Regions from separate parts of the Mus musculus genome. Here all the other regions are linked to region 1. Evidence: chromatin contacts called from public promoter capture Hi-C data. All regions are on one chromosome and are shown on one strand. The core of a region is the stretch at or near the end of the contact, and the rest is flanking DNA. Distances in the headings are between cores, read along the strand shown. Region 1 holds the start of Ctdsp1 (CTD (carboxy-terminal domain, RNA polymerase II, polypeptide A) small phosphatase 1). Region 2 holds the start of Ankzf1 (ankyrin repeat and zinc finger domain containing 1). Region 3 holds the start of Zfand2b (zinc finger, AN1 type domain 2B). Region 4 holds the start of Cnppd1 (cyclin Pas1/PHO80 domain containing 1). Region 5 holds the start of Nhej1 (non-homologous end joining factor 1).

What was found. Promoter capture Hi-C pulls out the DNA fragments that hold promoters and counts their contacts. Capture Hi-C pulls out chosen DNA fragments and counts their contacts.
Region 2: a promoter capture Hi-C map of pre-B cells shows a contact between it and region 1. The contact joins the promoter of Ankzf1 here to the promoter of Ctdsp1 in region 1. A contact is called at or near these places in 2 of 39 promoter capture datasets (liver and pre-B cells) and 1 of 115 datasets of contacts at active chromatin or transcription factors (bone marrow-derived macrophages).
Region 3: a contact with region 1 is called in a promoter capture Hi-C map of liver, with 2.9 times the contacts expected there. The contact joins the promoter of Zfand2b here to the promoter of Ctdsp1 in region 1. A contact is called at or near these places in 4 of 39 promoter capture datasets (the C10 cell line, liver and pre-B cells), 2 of 115 datasets of contacts at active chromatin or transcription factors (cardiomyocytes and extraembryonic endoderm stem cells) and 1 of 9 other capture datasets (liver).
Region 4: a promoter capture Hi-C map of erythroid cells shows a contact between it and region 1, with 7 times the contacts expected there. The contact joins the promoter of Cnppd1 here to the promoter of Ctdsp1 in region 1. A contact is called at or near these places in 4 of 39 promoter capture datasets (the C10 cell line, erythroid cells and liver), 3 of 115 datasets of contacts at active chromatin or transcription factors (the 230-238 cell line, bone marrow-derived dendritic cells and bone marrow-derived macrophages) and 2 of 9 other capture datasets (adipose tissue and liver).
Region 5: a promoter capture Hi-C map of erythroid cells shows a contact between it and region 1, with 6 times the contacts expected there. The contact joins the promoter of Nhej1 here to the promoter of Ctdsp1 in region 1. A contact is called at or near these places in 4 of 39 promoter capture datasets (the C10 cell line, erythroid cells and liver), 1 of 115 datasets of contacts at active chromatin or transcription factors (bone marrow-derived macrophages) and 2 of 9 other capture datasets (adipose tissue and liver).

What each region holds. Positions count from the first base shown.
Region 1 is chr1:74,390,220-74,392,921 of GRCm38.p6, reverse strand. It overlaps Ctdsp1 (CTD (carboxy-terminal domain, RNA polymerase II, polypeptide A) small phosphatase 1), which reads right to left and starts at 1,313. Exons shown (of 7, transcript NM_153088.2): 1 at 958-1,313. The coding sequence starts at 1,024.
Region 2 is chr1:75,190,852-75,193,553 of GRCm38.p6, reverse strand. It overlaps Ankzf1 (ankyrin repeat and zinc finger domain containing 1), which reads right to left and starts at 1,394. Exons shown (of 13, transcript NM_026187.5): 1 at 877-1,394. The coding sequence starts at 1,102. It overlaps Atg9a (autophagy related 9A), which reads left to right and starts at 1,544. Exons shown (of 16, transcript NM_001288612.1): 1 at 1,544-1,730; 2 at 2,674-2,702.
Region 3 is chr1:75,167,345-75,170,046 of GRCm38.p6, reverse strand. Zfand2b (zinc finger, AN1 type domain 2B) reads right to left here and starts at 1,401. Exons shown (of 10, transcript NM_001159905.1): 1 at 1,340-1,401; 2 at 1,141-1,216; 3 at 768-862; 4 at 416-547; 5 at 131-282. The coding sequence starts at 1,195.
Region 4 is chr1:75,141,397-75,144,098 of GRCm38.p6, reverse strand. It overlaps Cnppd1 (cyclin Pas1/PHO80 domain containing 1), which reads left to right and starts at 1,388. Exons shown (of 10, transcript NM_026977.3): 1 at 1,388-1,456; 2 at 1,539-2,041; 3 at 2,596-2,683. The coding sequence starts at 2,615. Retreg2 (reticulophagy regulator family member 2) reads right to left here and starts at 1,313. Exons shown (of 9, transcript NM_170755.2): 1 at 971-1,313; 2 at 624-730; 3 at 146-176. The coding sequence starts at 1,236.
Region 5 is chr1:75,123,830-75,126,531 of GRCm38.p6, reverse strand. It overlaps Nhej1 (non-homologous end joining factor 1), which reads left to right and starts at 1,306. Exons shown (of 9, transcript NM_029342.4): 1 at 1,306-1,396. It overlaps Slc23a3 (solute carrier family 23 (nucleobase transporters), member 3), which reads left to right. Exons shown (of 12, transcript NM_194333.3): 11 at 95-190; 12 at 514-991. The coding sequence ends at 803.

The sequences.
Region 1 (2,702 bases), core at 64-2,563:
AGGGCCCTGTCGTCCACTCCCACTCTCCCTCCATTCTGTCTACCCAGTGAGTCCAAAGTCCCCATTGAGCCTGGGCCCAGAGGCCAGTGTCCCAGGGCTGTCAGCCCCACCGGCCCCACCTCCTTCACCCCGCCCCGTCTCTTTGCAGCGGCCTGTCTAAATTGACAGACCTACCCCCACCAAGCCTCTTCTCTAATCCTTTCTGCCTCCAGGCCACCCCCCCCCCAACCCCCAAAGAGCGAGGAACTGGACAGTGGACAAACCCGGAGTGACTTCCCAATCTTGAAATTCACACAGGGGAGGGAGGGGTGAGCCCCACTCTTGCGAGCCTTAGGGGCTCCGCATAGGCGGGCAGCACCCCTTACAGGGTGGGTGCAAGCGTGCACAGGCCCGAGGCCAACCGGCCTAGCCTGTTGCAGCCTGGGTGTCGCGTGCCCAGCTGGATACAAGGCCCCCAAGTCTGTCTTGCAAGGCTAGGGGCTCTCTGCCTTCGAAGGTGTCGTCTGCACCTCCACGCGTGACGCCCGAGTTTGTGGGAACCTGGCTGTGAGTTAGTTGGCGGGAGATCCCTGCAAGCCTCCCCAGCCCGCTGTCACCTCGGCACCCCTTCCAGACCTCAGCCTGGAGGGGGCGGAGCCTCAGCGGGTGGCCGGGTGGCCGCCTCACCCCCACCTTCTCGTCCCATTGGCGCCAAACTGGGGGAGGGGGTGACGCCCGGGAGCCCGCCAGCCCCTCGCTCGCCTTCTGCCTCAGTTTCCCCACTACGAGAAGCCTCGAGCGCACTGGTGGCGCCAGGCCCCGCCCAGCGCCTCAGACTCTCGCGGAGTTCAAACTCTCTCGGCCGCACTGGCCGGGGCTCGGGCCGGGCCAGGCCGAGGCGCGCGCCCGGGACAGCGGCAGCGACCGCAGCGCGGGGACGGCCCCTAGTCCGGTTCTGCCCTCCCGCCGCCCGCCTACCTTTGCCCCGCAGCGGGCCCCGCGCCTCCTCCTTGCTGATCTGAGTAATGACGGCCGAGCTGTCCATGGGGCCCGGCGCGCTCCGCTCCGGCCGGACTCTGGCCCCGGCGCCCGGCCTCCCCCCCGGCTCGGGCCGGAATCGGGGCGCGGGGGGGAGGGGAGGGTGGGAGGGAGGGATCCCCGCGAGCTTCGGAGGGGAGGGGAGCCAGGTTCTCGGGGGGAGGGGGAGGGAGGGGGCGCGGAGGAAACTTTGTTACAACATGGAGTTTCCTCCCCGCGAGGCGGATGCAAACATGGAACCCGGGCGCCGTTTCAAGGCTTCCCCTTAAAAGGGCAACGGCTTCGGCGCGCCTGGGACTCCGCCGCAGCTTTCATCACTTCTGGGGCCCGGCGGGCTGGGAGGCGGGCCGGGTTGCTGCGGAGATCCAGGGGGCGTCGCCTCTCTTCCTGCGGTGTGCTGGCCGGACCGAGCGTTCTGCGGCTGCGTGGCAGAGCGGACAGCCGTAACCCGCCGCTGCGGGCCACCGAGCCCCGGGACTTGAGGCCCGCCCCAGGCGCCCAGTCGGGGAGTGCCCGAGGACGTCGGGGCTCCACCTCCACGCATTCCAAAGTGCTGACACGATCTGCCTCCGTTTGTTCCTCTGGAAAATGGGATGACGCTAACTTTCTGTAAAATGGGTTTTAGTTTTTTTTTTAATTGAAATATTTTATGTGTATGGCCTGTAAAAATATATATGTTTATGTATGTACTCCACATATTTGTAGTGCACTCTGAGGCCGGACGAGGGCGTCAGATCCCCCTGGAACTGGAGTTAATAGCCGGTGTGGGCCTTAGGAGCGGAAATAGAGTCCTTTTAAGAGTGACATGTGCCCCTGAGCCATTTTTCCAGCCCCTAAAAAATTTAAAGTTATATTTATGTGTGGAGGAGGATACACGTTCTACGAGTGGAGATCAGAAGTTCTCTTCTTCCTCTCTTTGGGAGAGGCATCAAACTCAGGTAGTCAGGCTGGCCAGTAGACACCTTTACCCCCAAGCCTTCTCACCGCCTCTACAATGGGTCTTTTGTCTAACGTTGTGAATATCCCGTTCCCCCCCCCCAAAGGCATTCTTTGCTAGCCCCAGTTATGCAAACTCATCAAATTGTGGAATTGTAGATAGATTGATTTTATTTTTGTGTATGTGTATGAATGCCGGAGCCTTCAATGGCCAGAAGAGGGCGCCATCGCCTGGAGCAGAAGTTGGAGGCAGTGGTTAGCCTTGAGTGCTGGCACCTGAACTCATTCAGGTGGCCTGCATGAGCAGGGACTTCTCTTAACGGCTGATGAACCTCTCCAGTCCTAAATTATGTTCGTGATCCAACTGTAACTATCAGCATTCCCTGCAGTCTCGAGAACATCCCAGGATTGAAAAGTCCACTTCGGCGCCTACCTTTACCGACTGTCCTGTAGCAAATCTCGCCCTCTTCCCCTGCCAAACCCTGGCAGAAGCCGAGCCTCTGCTGCTCAGGGCGCCTTGTATCTTGTACGTGCTGTTCCCTCGGCTTGAAACGTGCCCCTTCGTCCTTGGCAGAGCCAAATCCCATCGAACTAGAAGAAATACCACCTTGTTTAGAGGCCCTCCACCCCCACCCCACCGCCCCTATCTGTGATTATTAGAGGGGCCCCGTCTAGGGCTGGCTGTGCTCCCGAGTGCTCAGGGGACGCCCGCGGAGGGAGGGCCCAGCGCCCGCCCTTGGGCGCCTGAG
Region 2 (2,702 bases), core at 145-2,644, 800 kb before region 1:
ATAGTGAGTTCCAGGCCAACCAAGGCTACGCAGTAAGACCCTATCTCAAAAACAAAACAAAACACAACATCCCCACTGATATGGTTAATGGGCAACCCCTTGCTCTTAAAAGTGAACTTGTGGGTGTACATAGCGGTCTCTCTGAGTTTAAGCAAGCACACACCCAGGAAAACAAGTCCAGGAATGGTCTTTATCACATCTTGATACCTAACCAAAACCTAGGAAAGGTGTACATCACAGTGTCTGAAAGGTCCCTTTAGCCCCCTTCCTAGTAAGCCCTAAAATACTTCTGCCGCACTGGGGATGGAATCCAGACCTGTACACTGTACAGTCTAGGTTTTTCTTAAAGTCCCACGTCTCCTTCTTGCCTCAGATTCCTAAGTGCTAGGGTTACAGGTGGGTATTAACAACTCCCAGATTAAATTTATTTTTAACCATATAAAACCAGTTCCTAAATGGATGTTCACATCTTATAACTCCCAGTTGCAGTGGACAACCTAAAAAAGTGCAAGAAAACACAGCCGAAGACAAACTAGTGTAGAAAATCAGTAAATTATTCTATATTTAGCAAAAGGGAATATATCTGACTGGAGTCTACTTCGATTTGAAATAGACCTAGGAAAGGTGTTTTAAAAGCAGTGGTATTAATGTAACGAGATATAAACAATAGCTAGAAACCTTTATGGTGACAATTTATGGGCCAGCCCTGTATAAACAACCCAAGGCTGAAATATATTGAGGAAAGAAAAAGCCGACCAACATAAAGTCAGTGTGGATTCCTAAATTGGGAAATCACGATGTAAGTCTTCCGTGTTAATAGACTTCACGGAACCCTGTGACGTTCCTCATAGGTCCACCCCAAAGCAACCCGGATACCTGGACAGGAAGTACGCGGCGCCCAGGCCAGAGCCTCCCCAGGAGCTTGGCTCACCAGGCTCAGGCCCCGAATGAGTGGAGCTTCCCCGTTGAGGGACAACAGGGAAACGGAGGCAGGGGCTGAGGCTGCACTTGGAGCTGGCGACGTGGCTGAAGAAGAAACGGAGGGCAGAAACAACTCTCCAGAACGAGATCCTACTGCCGCATCGCCAGCCGGTTTGGCCATCCCCACGCAGAAATGCCCTTCAGCCTTTACCCGCTCCCACAAATCAGTTCTGCGGTAAATACGTGAGGATCTTCAGGAGTGAAATGGAGAGCACCAAGACCCAATTCGAGTCCAGGAGTTACCAGTCAGAGTCTACCCAACGGAACTACTAGCACCGACACCAAGCCTCGTCACTCGACCCTCCCTCAGAAGCCTCCCCTAATGTCCCGAGAGCCGAGCCACACGCAAGACCACGTTCGAAAACTGGATTTCTGCAACACCACAACAATTCGGCGGCTACGGAGAGGCGAAGGGGACACACTGCCGCGCCCGTAGCCCAGCCCCTCATCACGTAGAGCACACTATTGGTCTTCTGCTCTCCAAGACCCGCCTTCAGCCTTCCGTCCTGCCCCCTGGGCTAAGAATTGGCCACCATGTCTCCACCCACTTTTTTCATTGGCCAGACTGGCTGCGGGTGACAGTGAATGACAGACGGAGGGCCTAGAGCTCCGGGTCTGGCAGAGCCCAGCAGAACAGACCCGGCTTCTGGAATCCCCTGGATCCCGGTTCCTGCGGTGACACGCGAGGCTGGTAACTGGAATCTCCAGACCCAGGCCCAAGCTGGCCAGGGATGCCCACTGAGCCCCAAGTGAGCTTGTAATGCGTAACGGGGGCAGGGGAGCGGCGGGCGGGCCGGGGGCGCGCAGCTAGAATGTTTTGATAGAGGGCGCGCGCGGCCAGGGGAGCGCGCGTGCGCCGGGGCCGCGCGCCGGGTTGTCCGCTGTTGGGAGCCTAGCCCCCGGCCTGGGGCCGGGCGACCCTGGGGCGCCCTGTGCTCAGGTCTAGGTGGCTGGGATTGGGGAGGCATCCCAGCCCACCAGGGATTTCAGCTGTAGATCTGGCTCGACCCCTCCACCATCCACAGACACCCCTGGGCACAGGCCCTTCCTGGGGAGATCCATGGGCCCTGGGTCTACACTGACCAGGTGAGTGTGTTTCCAGAGGCACACACCTCTTATTATTAACCAAGGGACTCCCTCTGGGACCAGGTCGGACCAAGATCCACCATCCCCAGAGTCTTTACTGATTGGGAGTATACCATACCACCTTGACCCCACCTGGCACTAGGCACCCAGGGAACCCACTTATTCAAGCGGGATCCGGAGTCTACATGGACTGGAAAATTCTGATCCAAAAGCCATGCCTGCCTACGTCTCTGATGCTAGGGAAGCAGAAGGGATTGTCCAGAAAAATCTTGAGAAGACTCCCATTCGGGGTTTTCTGGACCCCGAAAAGCATGTCTGATTTCTAAAGTTGAGGTAGACCAGAGGTAAAACAGTCCCAAAGGGCTGTTTGGATTCGGACCTGTACTGACTCACTCTGCACTGGGTCAGAGAGTTTAGTTACTCCCTGGTATCCTCAAAGTAGATGAATGGTTCTACATAGAACAACAGGGGACATCTGACACAACTGGCAAAGTGTCTCTTCCCCATCTCTCTGCCCTCCTTAGTGGGGGCTTGGACCGGTGGGAGGGTTGGATTTTTTTCTGTCCCAACTCTCCATTCTTTGAAGCCTGACACCTTTTCCTCCAGCAGCTGTCCAACCAGGGCACCCAGGACTG
Region 3 (2,702 bases), core at 152-2,651, 780 kb before region 1:
GGCAGAGTGCTTGCTTGCCTAGTTTCAGTCCACAGCACTGCAAGCAAAATGGAGCAAAAAGCATAAAGACTGCCTTGGTCAAGGAAGACATGGCTGAAGCAAAGCAAGTTGGCTATTTGGTGGTAATTACCCTGCCCTGCTGGTCTGATGACCTTCCCCAGAGCATTCATGGTCCAGGGGATGACGGTGCTTGATGCAGAAGTTTCGGCCACAGCGATCACAAGTCAGTTTCATCATCTCCCGCTGCCGGCAGCCAGAACGTTCACACTTATTGGTGAAGATCTGAGATGAAACAGGGTTTGTTATTTAGGAAACTCATCTTCTCCTCTGGCCCCCATGGAGCTAGCCTTTTGGGTTTGCAGATGTCCGTATACTACGCTGGGTTGTCTCACTAACCCCTCCATTATTTATTTACCTTGCGTTTTTGCTGTGCTGGGTCAGAACGACAGTCTCTGTCAATGTGCTCTCCCACAGCACGGTCAGGAGGCTCTCCTCTGGCCACCGGCACAGGCACATTACAGAGAGGGCACACAGGTACCTGGATATCCTATAGTCAAGGGTCAGGAGTCAGTATGAGAGCCAAGCAATCTCTTAAAGAACCCGGATATACCACTCACAAATACACAAAAAACAAAGTTACCCAGTGCTGGGCTTAGAAACACAATAACTAAGAGGGGAAAACATAAAATAGACAGATCCTGAAAGCATCTGCACCCGCTCTCCTCTCCATACACCAACCCCTGCCACCCTCACGATCGCCCCCTCACCTTTTGGTAAGCTGATCCACAGTGATGCTGGGCGTAGGCCACATGGTCTGCGCAGAAGATGCCCGAGCAGGCATCGCACTTGAGTGGCAAAAAATCTACAGAGAATGGGTCAGATTGCGGGTTCAAAGGAAACTTAGATGTCCTTTCCTCTTGCGCAAAGCTGCTACTCAGGTAGGAAAAACTCTGCCCTATTTGCAACACACTGTACCTCTTTCACAGTACACGATCAATTTGGCCACGCCCCTAGTCTCCGCCCACAACTTCGAGCCCCGCCCTCCTGGCCTTTCCAGCTCCAGTGCTCACCCTCCTGGCCCTACCTGCAGTCCCCAGCCCCAGCCGTCCGGCCCCGCCTCCCGCGTGCTCCGCCCCTCACCCAAGCGCTGACAGCTCGGCTCGGAACAGTGAGCCCCGAGGTCCGGAAACTCCATCGCCTGGCCGTGCGGGGCCTGCTGCGGGGAAGAAACGAGAGCTGAGCGTGCCAAGGACTCCCGCTCCGGGCCCCGTCCGCAACACAGCAACTCCGGGGGGCTCCCCGCCCCGCCCCTTCCTCTCCCCCGCCCAGCACAGGTTACCGAAGCCTGAGCGTCCGCCGGCCCGCAGCCCCTACTCCTCCTCCCGAGGGCTCGCGCGCTCTGACGTCATCACGTTGGGCGGGTCCATCCCGGGCAACAGTAGATTGCAGGCGGAGAGTCCCAGAAGAGTTGAGCCACGCCCGGGAGCGGGTGTAAAGCTTAGAAGAGTTTTTTCAGAACCAACCAGTGAAGGCAAAGATGGACGTGTCGGTGGACAAGGGTGGTTTGGAAGCAGTTCGGCCTTTAGCCTGCTCACTTCGTCACTACCTTACTTTTCTCTAGCCATTTCTCCAGACCGAGGCTACCTCTTTTCTGTGAGGAGTTACAGTGTTTCTCAGTGGTGCAGATTCCTCTCCAGGTTTTAGTGTTGATGTTCACCCTCTAAGACATCCCTAGCCCTTGTCGGTATGATCTGAGCACACCTGCTCTGTCTTCTCCTCCCCTCCATCCCAGTTTACACGTCACCTCATTGAAATCAGCTGTTCACCAACCTGGCACAGTGTCTCAAGCCTTTACTCCCAACACTCAGAAAGCAGATGCAGGTGAATCTTTGTGAGTTCGACATCAGCATGGTCTACATATCGAATTCTAGGACAGCCAAGACTACATAGAGACACCCAGGCTCGGGGGTGAGGGAGGGAGGGAGAGAGAGAGAGAGAGAGGCATCGGCCACACAAAGGGGACTACCTGGTGAAAAGAGACATCCATAGTGAAAGGAGAGAAGACGAAAAACCCAAGAGAACTGCACACCCTTCCCTTCAATGATAAAATTAAAATATATCAAAGAGTCAAGGATCAGCTCTACCTGTTTCATACTGGGCCCTGCCTGGCACATAATACCTAAAGTACAACAGTCTCAGGTGAAACTCACTACATAGCTATTTTAAACAGATGCCTGGGTCCTAGGACTTCTGACTCAGAGGGGAGCTCCAGAAGGAATGGTAACACATTTCTAGTATGTCTCAACTTGAAAAACACTAGCCTAGCACATTCTCAGGGGTTCTGGAATGTTTTTTGAAGAGTGGCAGTCATTAAACTGGTGTACACCTTTAGGAACCACAGACTGAGACCTTCCTGGCTCAGCACATTTTGCTTCTCACACAGCTTCTCCTACTTGGAATTGGTAGTCACTCTACCTTCCCGTAGGTCTAGACGTGGAAACAAGTAATCAGGTGAAGTAAACAAACAAACAAACAAAAAACCAGTTTCTGCCTCTCAACTTTCCCCTCCTCTTCCTTTGATTTTCACTCTAAGACCGGTAGAAATTAAGACAGTCTTTCCTGGCTACCTCAGGCAGAAGCCCTGTTCTCAGCTCTAACTGTACCCAAACACCTTGACTTGGGTCATCTGCCGACTTACATGC
Region 4 (2,702 bases), core at 139-2,638, 750 kb before region 1:
GAGCCAGGCATACTTTTGCTTGCTGTAAGTCCCTTCATTACACTGGGCCTATGCCTGCACAAGCCACAGCCCTGCTCCTCTTTGAGCTGAGCACAGCAAGCAGACCACATTTGGGCATCTTCTTTAAAAGGTGGCCTATACTCACCTGTCAGAGTGTGGTTCTTCAGGGGGTGGTGCTATGGAGAAAAGGGTGTGGGGTAAGTTAAGAATACAAGAAGCACTTAGAGACAGATCCAAAGTCAGAAAGAGCTGCCTCTCTTTAACATTCTTGGTCTCAATTTTTCAGTAATCCCTCTGTCTCTCGCTTCCAGGCCTGAACCACTATGTGAAGTCCAGAGCATTCCCTTTACCCACCAACTACAAGGTGTACGATATGCTGTTTCTGAACCCAGCTTTAAATGCTATATAGTTTTGACTACTAAACTCACAAGAACATTAATTTTGGAAAAGAAACAATTCTCATTTCAGGCAATTTTCTTAAAAAAAAAAAAAAAAAAAAAAAAAACGATGGAAGGGCATACAGGATGCCTTAGGAGATAAATGGCCTTCCTGTGCCTCCCCTCAAGTAGCAGGGTGATGCACGGAGCAGGTGCATACAGTGCATGTGGAATGAAGAAACTCACCTGAAACGTCAGGGAGAAAGCGAGGATGCCAGAGATCCAGTAGAAAATAGGTCAAAAGTGAGATGCTGAGCAGGAAGAAGGGCCGGAGGGACGACGAAGACAACAACCTTAGGGAGACAGGCATCTCAGTTGAGGCTCCCAAATCCATCGAAAATCACAGAAAGACCCATGGATGGGGAGATGGCCCTCTAAGCCTCACCCAGTCACTAAGAGACTAAAAAATGGGGCCACCTGGTGCAGGATCACCGCCCCAGACGCTGACAGCCCTCCAAGGGAGGGAGCACCCGGTCCTCCCGCCCCCGCTCTCCCGCGCAGCCCGGCCCCGCCCCCTCCTCCGTGGCCGTTACCAGAAGAGGCCGTTGAGTGTGGCCGCCGTGACCAGGCTGTGCAGCGGCTTCTCCCAAACCAGCAGTCGCTGTGCGGCCGCCAGCACCGCCTCCCAGCCGCGGAGCCGCAGCCACAGGGACGTAGCTAAACGTCCCACTGCCTCGGCTGCGGCCGCCTCCTCCTCCGCGTCGCCAGTGGCCTCACCCATGCCGAGGCTCAGCCCCAGGCCCAGGCCCAGCCCCGAGGTGCCACCCGCGCCGGTGTTACCGCCACCGCTGCTCGCCATCACCGCGCCGCAGCCGCTGCCCGAGCCCGCGAGGAGCCAGGGCTGCGCGGCCGCCGCCGGGGGCGCGTCAGACGGAAGGGGGCGCACGCACGGGCGAGCAAAAAAACCTGCGGTCAAGCGTCACGTGATGAAGCGCGATGCCACGTGACGTGCCCTAACAGCCCGGATGGGACGCCCGCGCGTGCGCGTTGGCCGCTGTCGTGATCCTGCACCCACGAAGGTGTGCTTCCAGGGTGCTGGAGGGGTGATCCGGGGCGGGCGTTGAGGCTGCGAGGCCTGAGGTCTTCTCCCGGTGTTTACAGGGCGGCTGGAGACCTCTTTGTCGCGTGAGGCACTGCCCAGAGGCAGTGAGTGGGCTTTCAGGCCCCCAGGATCTTGACTACAATCTGCTTGGGATCGGGAAGGGCGGTGCCATCCCCATTACTCAACCCTCTTCGCCTCCAGTCCCCTCCCCTCAGCGGATAAACAAACACCAGCGCGTGACTTTAATGACTTCAAAGCAGCTTCACCAACTTCGAAAAGTTGTTTCTTCCTTCTTGGAGCGTCGGCCCTCTCTCTTCCCAAAATCTCTCAGCCGCAAATTGTGTGGAAGGAGTGTTTGGAAATAAAACATCCAGGCGCTGTTTGCTTTGGGGAGACCTGTTTAACATCGTACATTGAGGCTTTATATCTTTTGAGATCATTTAATTGCTGGAGTAACCATACAGAATACAGTATGTATTCGAGTGTTACAGTTTCAAACTTCTAAGGGGCATAAAGATTCAACAGATTCCCTCCCACCTTGTTCACAGTTCTCCCACCTACGGTAAGTTTCTTGTTCATCTTTCCTGGGCATTGCTGATTGAGTGCGTCTTCCCTAAAACCCAGGAAACAACTCGCCGCGTTGCCTTTGTGTTAGGCTCGTTACTATCTGTACCACGACTACAAAGCCTGGTCAGCGCGTTCACCCTTGGTGTGTCGCGGTCCCCTGGGAACCGTATTACAATTGCCCCCGGTGCTCATAGCTCCGGAGACCCGGAGCTCTCAGGTTGGGCAAGGCAGGAGGCACTTCCTGCCGGGCGCGCAGACTCGTCGGTGACACTCACTCCCGCAGCTTATAAACGCCTAGCGAACGCGGCACGGGCTGAGAACACTGCTGGCCCTCGTACCTCCTGGTTCGCCTGGTGAGCGCCGCGCCTGTCGTCGGGCGCCGGGAGGCCCAGTCGCACGCGGAACAGGAAGAGGCGTCCCACGGCCGCCTGCGAGAAGGGAGGAGGCTGCGCGCAGTCGGGCGGTGGCCCTTTCGGGAGAGGTGGGCCAACGGGTGAGCACGGCTCTGGGGTCACTTACGATTCCTTCCCTTTCCCTCCACCTTCGCAGGGTGGCGGCTGACAGTGCGATGGACCTGACTGGGCTCCTGCTGGACGAAGAAGGCGCCTTCTCCCTCACCGGTTTCCAAGACTTCATGGTGAGAGGTCCGCCTGTTC
Region 5 (2,702 bases), core at 57-2,556, 730 kb before region 1:
TCCCTGGTTTGAGATGCAGTTTACGTCTGAAAGGGAAGACTCATTGCCTGGGACAGTATCAGTTACCTTCCTGCCTGGCCCCAACCCTTTGTAGGCTGGAGCCCCCTGGATATGTTTCTTCGTTCTTTGCTGGCAGAACCCATTTTCTTAGCTGGTCTACTGGGCTTTCTCCTAGAAAACACTATATCTGGTAAGTTGAGACCAGGTCCCAGGGGAGTGGCTAGGTAGTCACTACTCCCTAGGTTGGGCAGGGCAGTGACCTTTACTTATTTTTCACTTAAAAAAAAAACCTTAATTTTCATTTTAAATTATGCATATGTGTGTATGTGTGTCTTTGGATATTTGCATTCATAAAATGTAGAGATCAGTGATGGTAGATCCTCCCAGACCTGGAGATTCGGGCAGTTGTGAGCCATCCGGCATGGGTGCTGGGACTTGGAACTTGGGTCCTCTGTAAGAGCAGTACCAGCTCCTAAGAGCTATCTCTCCATCCTGATCACCCCTCTTTTACAGGTACACGGGCTGAGAGAGGCTTAGGTCAGAGGCTGCCAACTTCTTTCACTGCCCAAGAAATTCAAATGCTTCAGCAATCCAGGAGGAAAGCTGCTCAAGAGTATGGGCTTCCTTTACCCATCAGAAACCTGTGTTCCTGCATCCCACAGCCTCTCCACTGCCTCTGTCCAATGCCTGAAGACTCTGGGGATGAAGGAGGATCCTCTAAAACAGGAGAGAGAGCCGACTTGTTGCCTAACTCTGGGGAATCGTACTCCACAGCTAGCAGAGAAGGGGTTAGGTCCCAGTAATCATCAAGACCACCATTTTTGTCTTAGTTTAGCAGTAACTGCCACCTTGCTGGAGTCTGTATACTTTGTCCCAGTGGAGGTGGATGTGGCCCACTTGCAAAATGGGCTGCCTTTCCTCCTCTTAAGACTTGAGCAGAGGCCATGGTTTAGCGGGTTGGAACTGAATAAATGAGATTTCTGCCTGTAAACTGTCAAGGCTTCTTGAATGAACTCTAGCATTCAAATATTTACTCTTTGCCATGAGCAAGGTCCTACATCCACGGATATGAATACGACAGGGTCCCTGCCCTCTCCCTGCATTTAAGATTTAAATAAGTAACTAAAATGTAAAGCAGATAAAAAAAAGATGAAGAGGCAAGAGAGAAGTAGTATTTCGTTTCAACTTAGGGCAACAGGAAAGGAATTAGGAAAGCAGCAGAGTTGCGAGTGGCGTTAACAAGTGAGGTTCGGGCCCCGCCCACCAGGGCCCTGGCTCCGCCCACACCCAAGACCCCGCCTTCCTGAGTGTGTTGTGTGTGGGGGGGTGGCCTCTCAGTTTGCGCACCAGGACAGGCCCGCCTTGAGGAGGGTGGGAGTTCCCGCAGCCGTTGACGGTAGGTGGGGTTGGTTTCGTGTCGGCGCCGAGATCTGGGTCTGTCCGGACGCCGAAAAGCAAAGATAAACTCGTGCAGTGGCCCCTGACCCGGGCGCTTTTTCCCAGAAGGGACCGCGCGCAGCCCGACTTTGGACCTCCCGGAGTGGGCGGACCTGCGCACGCGCAGTCCGTTTTCGGCCTCTGCCTTTTAGTGTGTCGTGTGAAGCCCCTCCTTAGCAGGCTTCGTGTTTGGCCCGCTGGGATGAATTAGTTTTGTTCCCCTTTGGGGCCCTGAGCCGTAACTGTGTGCAGCGGATGCTGTAAAAATGAGAGGCGGGCGACAAAGTTCTAGCGGGGGTTGGGGGGGCAGATGGACGCCTAGGGCGCTCGAGGGCGGGGCGTGTGACCTTTGGCGGCAGGGCCTAAGGTTTGCCCTCTTTGGTGGCACAGGGCGTGGGCTCGACAGATGGTCTGTAGGACCTTACTGCCCCCTGCAGGGTATTTTAGGAACTATCCCTGGGAGAGGAACCCGAGTGGTAGAATGTCGTGCAACTTCACAGTCTCTCCTTTAAAAGACAAATTAAACCCGCGAGGTTGGTTAACGTGATCATGGAAGACCAATTTGCGGAGTGTGGGGCGGGGAGTCAAACCCCAGAGGACTTAGATTCCTTCTCCCTCCATGCTGTGAACAGTCTCAGGCCCCAGTCCGTTCTACCACTTTGTTTTGTTTTGAAAGTCTCTTGCTATGTTGTCCAGGTTGGCTTCCAAATCAAGATCCTCCTGCCTCAGCCTCCTGTGTGCTAGGATTACAGGCATGCCCCATCATGCCTGACTCACTGAGTTATACTTACCTCAAGACCAGGCTGAGTGGTAGGAGCAGCCAGACTGGATGTTTAGACATTTTTATAGGGCCAGCTGTCCCTGGCCACATTAAAACAGCTTCCTCCCATTCAGACAAAACCATCGACTTGTGGGTTTTGACCTTCGGAACCAGTTAGGCCAATAAGCTCAATTTTGGTGAGTTTCAGAGTGCATGCCAGGATGTGCCTATAAGGGAAATTAGAGGGTTTGGCAACTTCATTTGTATGTCTAATCTTTCCCAGTGTAAACTCTTGCCCAGTGAAGACTCTTTAATCATTCTGAGACCAGTTTATCCTGTTGGAACAGCCCAGGATACAAATAACCATCTCCACACACAGCGTTTCAAGGTGGCTGCAAATAACCACCATATATGTAGTCCTGTGTCACTTGAAATGGCCAGATGTTTTTTGACAACTGTGTTGTTAGGCAATTTTAGCCCATATAGATATCACACAATGCATGTA